2 separate regions of the Mus musculus genome follow, and region 2 is linked to region 1. The links are chromatin contacts, called in public Hi-C maps. All regions are on one chromosome and are shown on one strand. Each heading gives the region's core, a stretch centred on a gene start, on an enhancer-like site or on the middle of the called end of the contact. The rest is flanking DNA. Distances are from core to core; before and after follow the strand shown.

Region 1 (2,997 bases), core at 341-2,840:
CTTCTATTTAATTTAATTGCTCCCTCTCTGTTGGCTCGTCTTGGCTGTGATGATGTACTTTTAACCTTCATGTTCTGCCCACGCTGTTCTCTCCTCTCATGATCACCCATCTTCTCTCATTCTCTATCCAAAAATCCTCAATTGACTTTAAACCCTCAGTCCAAGTATCATCTGTTCTGGGTCCCCAAGCCTGGGTTAAAGCCCTCTTAATTCCCCATGTCTGCCATCTGTACTGTAAGTGTTTAGAACACACCTGTCTCCTCCCCAGTCTGAAGTTCCCCAGGGCCGTGGGTCTCACGCCTGCATCTCTGGCACCGAGCAGGAAGCCTTGTCAAGAGTAAGGGTTCTGGGGACTAAGGAGGTGACTCAGTGGCTGAAGGACTTGCTGTGCAAGTGTGAGAGCCTCGGTTCAGATCCCTTCCTCCGTGTGACAAGCTAAGCGCAACAGCACGCTTAAGTGGAAATTTCTGGTTTCTTTAACATCTCAGTTGTGTCACGTGATGTTTTTCTGGAAGCTGTCTTGTGAAAGCACATGTGATGTTTTGTTGAAAACAGACACTTGAGAGGGTAAGTGATAGTTAGAAAGAATATAAATGGAACCCACAAACAGTGAGAGGACATTCATGCATTATTATGCCTTGCAACACTTCATTTCTTCGCTGGTCTTCGATAGTCTTCTCTGGTCTACGTTGGTCTTCTTTTCCTAGAGAGAAATGTGCCAAAGAACTTCTTCTCATGGTATTCTGGCTGATTCTGGCCACTTTGGTGGAGCCTTGCGGTTTCTGCTGGATCTTTCTGCCACTACTGATTCATGTTTGGTGTTTCCTATTAAACTGGACTGCTGGTATCCTGAGAATGGAGAGTGTAATCGAAGGAGCTACTTCTAAACAAGCTCACCCTTGTCTGTTCTGTGGGATATGTCCCCATCTGCAGGCAGGTTCCTGCCTGGGGTATGAGGAATGTTAATTAGCCTCTCCTTTCTGGAGGGGCAGGGCAAGTGTTCCATGACCGTCCCAAAGTTCCTGAGCTGACCTTTTCAACAGAGGCCAGATGAGGGCATCAGATCCTCTGAAACTGTAGTTTCATGTGGGTGCTAGGGAATTGAACCCAGGTGCTCTTAACCACTGAGCCATCTCCCCAGCCCCCAAACTGACAGTTTTCAAAAGGGTTCTAAGCTTCCAGATTCTTTTGCTAGCCTTGGGAGGGAAGAAATAGGAAAGAAAGGGAGAAGAACTTGCGAACAGAGAAAGAAACCCTGAGATGATTCTGAAGATACCTTCTGCTCAGGCTGCCGTGAGGTGCCGATTTTTTTCATAAGAAGAGAAAGATGGTCCTCTTTGGATAGAGCTCTCTCTCCCTCACCAGTGTGTTGCTGTATCAAGTGATTAAGCTCAAAGCCTGGCATGGAAATTAACCACCAGCAGAGGCTTAATTAGCCTTTGAATTTTCTTCTAGCCGAAGTATGTTCTGCAGCTTCTGCTCATCTCTCTGTGTACTTCTTAGCGCCTCCCTCCCGCCTCCCATCTCCTGCCTCCCGCCCCTGAGGAATCTGAGGCTTGCTGGCTCCAGAGGAAAGAGCAGCAGATTGAGGGCAAACTGTAAGTTGAATGAACATGACTCATGTTTATACAGAGCTCGTCAGCTGCCGGAGCACTGTCACAACACCCCTTTTACCCTCCCATCAGTGCCCAGAGAAGAATATTATTGACAGCACTATTTTGCAGTTAAGTCTAGCTCTCAGGGAGCCAAATAACTGGCTCAAGGTCACATGCTAGGAAGTGGCAGAGCCAGGGGAGGGGGATTGGGGAGGTGTGTGTGTGTGGGTGAACTTAAATGCACTTGATCCTCAAATCCCTAGCCTTCCTGCTGCCCCCTCATGGCACCTTCATGGTGCTTACAGTGTTTCATTTAAACCCTGTAAGTAGGGACTGGGGAGGTGGCCCAGTGTGTGAACTACTTTGCTGCACACCTTGGTAATTCATAGAGCAGATACAGCAGAGAATTAGGAAGGCTGTCAGGTCAGACCCCCTGGTTCGGGTCTTTCTTTACCTGCTGTGTGACCTCAGGCAAGGTATTTAACCTCAGCCTCATCTGTACAACGAGTATGAAAAAGGAACCTCTCAGGAAGTTATAGGAATTAGTACTTGCCTGCCCTACCCTTTTGTAACTCCCTGCCCTCAGCCGTGACTGCTGCCTGTGGTTATTGGAGAGAAATGGAATCCTAGAGGAAGAAGTGGGCAAGCTGAATTCTGAATGACAAGCAGGAGTTGGTTTAGGAGGGCTGGGGCTATAGCTGCTCCAGGCAAAGGAAACAGGAACTTTTCAGAATAGGCTGTTGAGGCTGGACTTGGTTGCCCGAACCTTTAATGCTAGTCAGTACTCAGCAGACAGATGCAGGAAGATCTTGTGAGTTCTGGTCTACAGAACAGCCTGGTCTACAGAGTGAGTTCCAGGTCAACTAGGGCTGTTACACAGATAAACTGTCTCAAAAAAAAGCAACAACAATAACAACAACAAAACAGGCTGTTGGGGACTTAAGGTGGCAAAAAAGTAGGAAAAAGAAATTGGAGAGGAGTGCCATGATCCTTGGGCCCCAAAGTTAGAAAGCCAGGTATAACTTAAGTAGCTTGGGACCAGGGAAGGCAGTATAACACGGGTCAAACCCTGAGTCCCTTGCATTTGTCAACTTGTAACGTTGGTGAGTACTCTTGAGTTCCCTTTAGACTGCTCAACTCAAAGTCTCTTTATGAGGGTTGTTGCAGCATTAATACCCGGAAATTACCTGCCATAGATCCTGATGCTATGGACTCAATGCATGTTGGCAATTATTATTTGATTGTAACAATCACTATGCCCTGACTAGGGATACATTATAATGTATATTACAATGTAATTCCTTGGAGCCAGAAGCAGCTCTAATATTTACCATTCAGTCTAATATGCCTATTTTAAAGATAGAGAATCCGAAGTCCAGGGAAGACAGTGTTGATTTCAATG
Region 2 (3,089 bases), core at 217-2,716, 66 kb after region 1:
GGGGATAGTGAGAAAGAGAAAGGAGAGAGAGCAGAACGAAAATGTCTGGATTATATAGAGAAGAGTCTCTGGGGCAAGGGCAGCCCAGCCTCTGGGCTGGAAAGTTCAGGGTTTGGGGCAGGATATGCCAGGTTGAGGGATGTTGGGAGAACCTGGAGGCCAGGTCTGCTTTGATATGTAAGATGCACACCCCGGTTCCTTTTCACAGGGTCCAAAACCAAACACCTAAAATGTCTGACACCCTGGGTTTGGACTTCAGCACTCTATAAGCTAGGCCAGCCTCAGCTATTTAGGGAGTTTGAGGCAGGCCTGGGATACACGGGACCCTGTTCCAAAAAAGAAAAAAAGTTCAACCTCATTCCAGAATGGGTGGCTAGCGTTCAGTAATCTATTGAATATGTGGTTATGATGGGCTCAGTTTCTAGTGCCAAAATTGTTTCTGCCTGTTCTCATAAGAACATGGTCGTGAAGGATTGGAGCCTCATCCTTGTGACCTTGTTTGCCTTGATTGCGTTCTCAAAGATCCTACCTCCCACGATAGTCATCTGGGGTTAGGATATGAACACATGAATTTGTTGGGTGGCACAGCTCAGTCCATCACAGGGTCACACATTCCTTGGTTCTTATTGCCTCAGACTTAATGAGTCATCACAATGGAACCGGTAAACAAGCCCCAGGTCTTGGTCAGCAAGAAAATAAAGACTGTGTCAGCTGGCTGAGAGTCAATAATACACAAGCTGAGTAGTCTAGTGAAAAACTCTTTGACAGGCTTCTCAGAGTACTAAAATATGTGGTCCCTTTCAAGGAACCACACGAAACAATTAAAACTGTTCATCAAACATTGTTTTGACTATTCCATGTTTTACCCATTTGTTAACAGAAATTCAAGGGCAACTGTCACTGTGAGTGCTTCTACTAACTTGACACTAATCAGAGTCACCTGGGAAAATGGAACCCCAACTGAAATATTATACCCATCAGATTAGCCTGTCAGCCAGTCTATCGGGTATTTTCTTGATGAATTATTGGTTTGGGAGGGTCTAGCCCTCTGTGAGTGGGCAGATGATCCTGTGTTGTATAAAAATATACTGCAGACTGAGCAAGGCAGGGAAGCAAGCAGGGACTGCAGGGAGCGGTCTTCCTCCATGGTCTCTGCTTCCGTTCACGTTATCAGGTTCCTGCTTTGGCTTTCCTTGATGCCCTGTAAACATATATTTAGTTTAACTGTTTCCTTGTGTGCATTTCCTTGTAAACAGTCAAGCTAAATAAACCCACTTCTCCCCTTTCCTCACAACAGAAACCAAAGGAAAACACAGCGATAGCAAAATATTATGGTTCAAAGGAATGTTAAAGTTAATACAAGTGTACCTGGGAACAGTCGGGGCGAGAAATAAAGGGCTTGCAGCGGGCATGAGACAGCCAAGCTGACCAGATAAGAGGATTGTTCCACCTGTCTTGGAAGGCTCTAACTGGCTCCCAAGACAGCGTCCCCCACCCTGCAGCCCAAGTGCATATTTAAGGCATCACAGTCCTTGCGTGTATGATTGTATCTATTATAGCTAATCACAGCTAAATTGCAAGGACAGCTTCCAAGAAAGCTTCCACCCATGCCAGGAAGGACACTGTTCCTGTCTAAATAGGTGGGGGTAAAGGAAGATAGGAGGTAACCAAGGCAAACTGTAATTACATCCTGCTGACACATCTGCTAACAGAAATGTCCCTTTGTTGTTACATATCCTTGAAGATCGTTAGGTTCTTCTCACAGAAGCCAAGACACCACGAGTACTCTATCGGTGGGTCTGAATCCTCAAAAGACCTAAGTTCATTATTCTATCACTTTCGTTATGGTTTTGACAGCCACACCCCCTTGGTAGGAATCATGGTGGAAAATACCTAAAAGGAAAAACTGGTCCACCACAATTTGGGACAGAATAAGCATCACCTACCTACCACATGAATATGCTACCCACCTCATAAATATTTATATAATCACTTTAAAATCCACAATGCAGTAGCCACCCTGATGCTTCTCTCTGTGGGGCAGCCCACTTCAGGCCTCTTCGTGCTTGGTTTGCCTAGCATTACAGACTAAGCTTATGCTTCTCTCCTAAACAGATATCTGCTACTGTGCTGAATAAGTCTCTGTTCAAACTGTGTTTCTTGACTGAATGAAGCCCTTCAAGAAGAGAAGAATTGCCAGGCAGTGGTGGCGCACGCCTTTAATCCTAGCACTCGGGAGGCAGAGGCAGGTCGATTTCTAAGTTCGAGGCCAGCCTGGTCTACAAAGTGAGTTCCAGGACAGCCAGGGCTATACAGAGAAACCCTGTCTCAAAAAAAACAAAAACAAAACAAAACAAAAAAGAGAGAGAGAGATTGAGAGAGAGAAGAATTGGAAACACACCTCCCTCCCTCAACACCCCAAATAAGACCCCTGTCACTGCTATACATTTATAGTGCCCAAACCACATAAAGTCTCAGTGTCACAAACACCAGACGCTCACAACCGTAGCATCAGGAATCAGAATCAGGACATTAGTGACCTCAGCCCTCGGGGTTACTAAGATGACATCAGCTTGTTAAAGACCCTGTTTTTCATGAACATCATTCCTTTTGGGAAGCAGTGCTGAGAGAACTGCTTTCCTCAGAGCCCAAGGAAGAGATATCACTTCAAAAGCTAAGAGAATTTCTAAAGAGATGCTTGTGAACATAGACTTGAGCTTAAGCGTTGGTGGATGGGAAGAAGTGAATAGGGAGAATAAGAAGCATTTCAGGCTGAGGTGACAAGCAGGCTGAGAGTGAGGATCGGAATGCTAATCTGGGGCATTGATCCCGGAGGGAACTTCTGAATGGTTTAGACAATGACCCAGATCAGATGATGAGCACAGGAAATTGGGCTGTTGGACCAGTTCTAGGGAAATAGGGAAAGGCCCCTTCCTTCCCAAAAGCAAAGACAGGATTGCAATGTCAAGTAATCATTGACATTCCTCAGAACATGGCCTTCCAAAGCTACATTTATGGTAAACTATCTTCCCAATAGTTTCTTATGCCTTCTAAAGCTGAAGACCTATTCCTTGGCTTGTGTTGGGTAA

Evidence for each region. Hi-C and Micro-C count contacts between places; a contact is called where the count stands out from the background.
Region 2: a Hi-C map of olfactory sensory neurons shows a contact between it and region 1, with 2.5 times the contacts expected there. The contact joins the promoter of 8030443G20Rik here to the enhancer-like site in region 1. A contact is called at or near these places in 1 of 39 promoter capture datasets (the C10 cell line), 1 of 15 datasets of contacts at CTCF or cohesin (the NIH/3T3 cell line), 10 of 484 Hi-C or Micro-C datasets (ECoMG myeloid progenitors, the F1.1 cell line, the HL-1 cell line and 7 more), 9 of 115 datasets of contacts at active chromatin or transcription factors (the 230-238 cell line, SST interneurons, bone marrow-derived macrophages and 5 more) and 4 of 9 other capture datasets (adipose tissue, embryonic stem cells, liver and 1 more).

Annotation. Positions count from the first base shown.
Region 1 is chr4:108,904,496-108,907,492 of GRCm38.p6, forward strand. All of the region lies in intron 2 of Rab3b (RAB3B, member RAS oncogene family), which reads left to right. Among named protein-coding and RNA genes, the nearest start is that of Rab3b, 27 kb to the left of the region's middle. Within about 2 kb of position 1,591, at least 86 of the 459 cell types and tissues checked have an H3K27ac peak or open chromatin away from gene starts, as enhancers often do. A contact at or near this core is called in the 230-238 cell line, the HL-1 cell line, cortical neurons and 3 more, where this site is marked.
Region 2 is chr4:108,970,611-108,973,699 of GRCm38.p6, forward strand. 8030443G20Rik (RIKEN cDNA 8030443G20 gene) reads right to left here and starts at 1,467. Exons shown (of 6, transcript NR_040664.1): 1 at 1,369-1,467.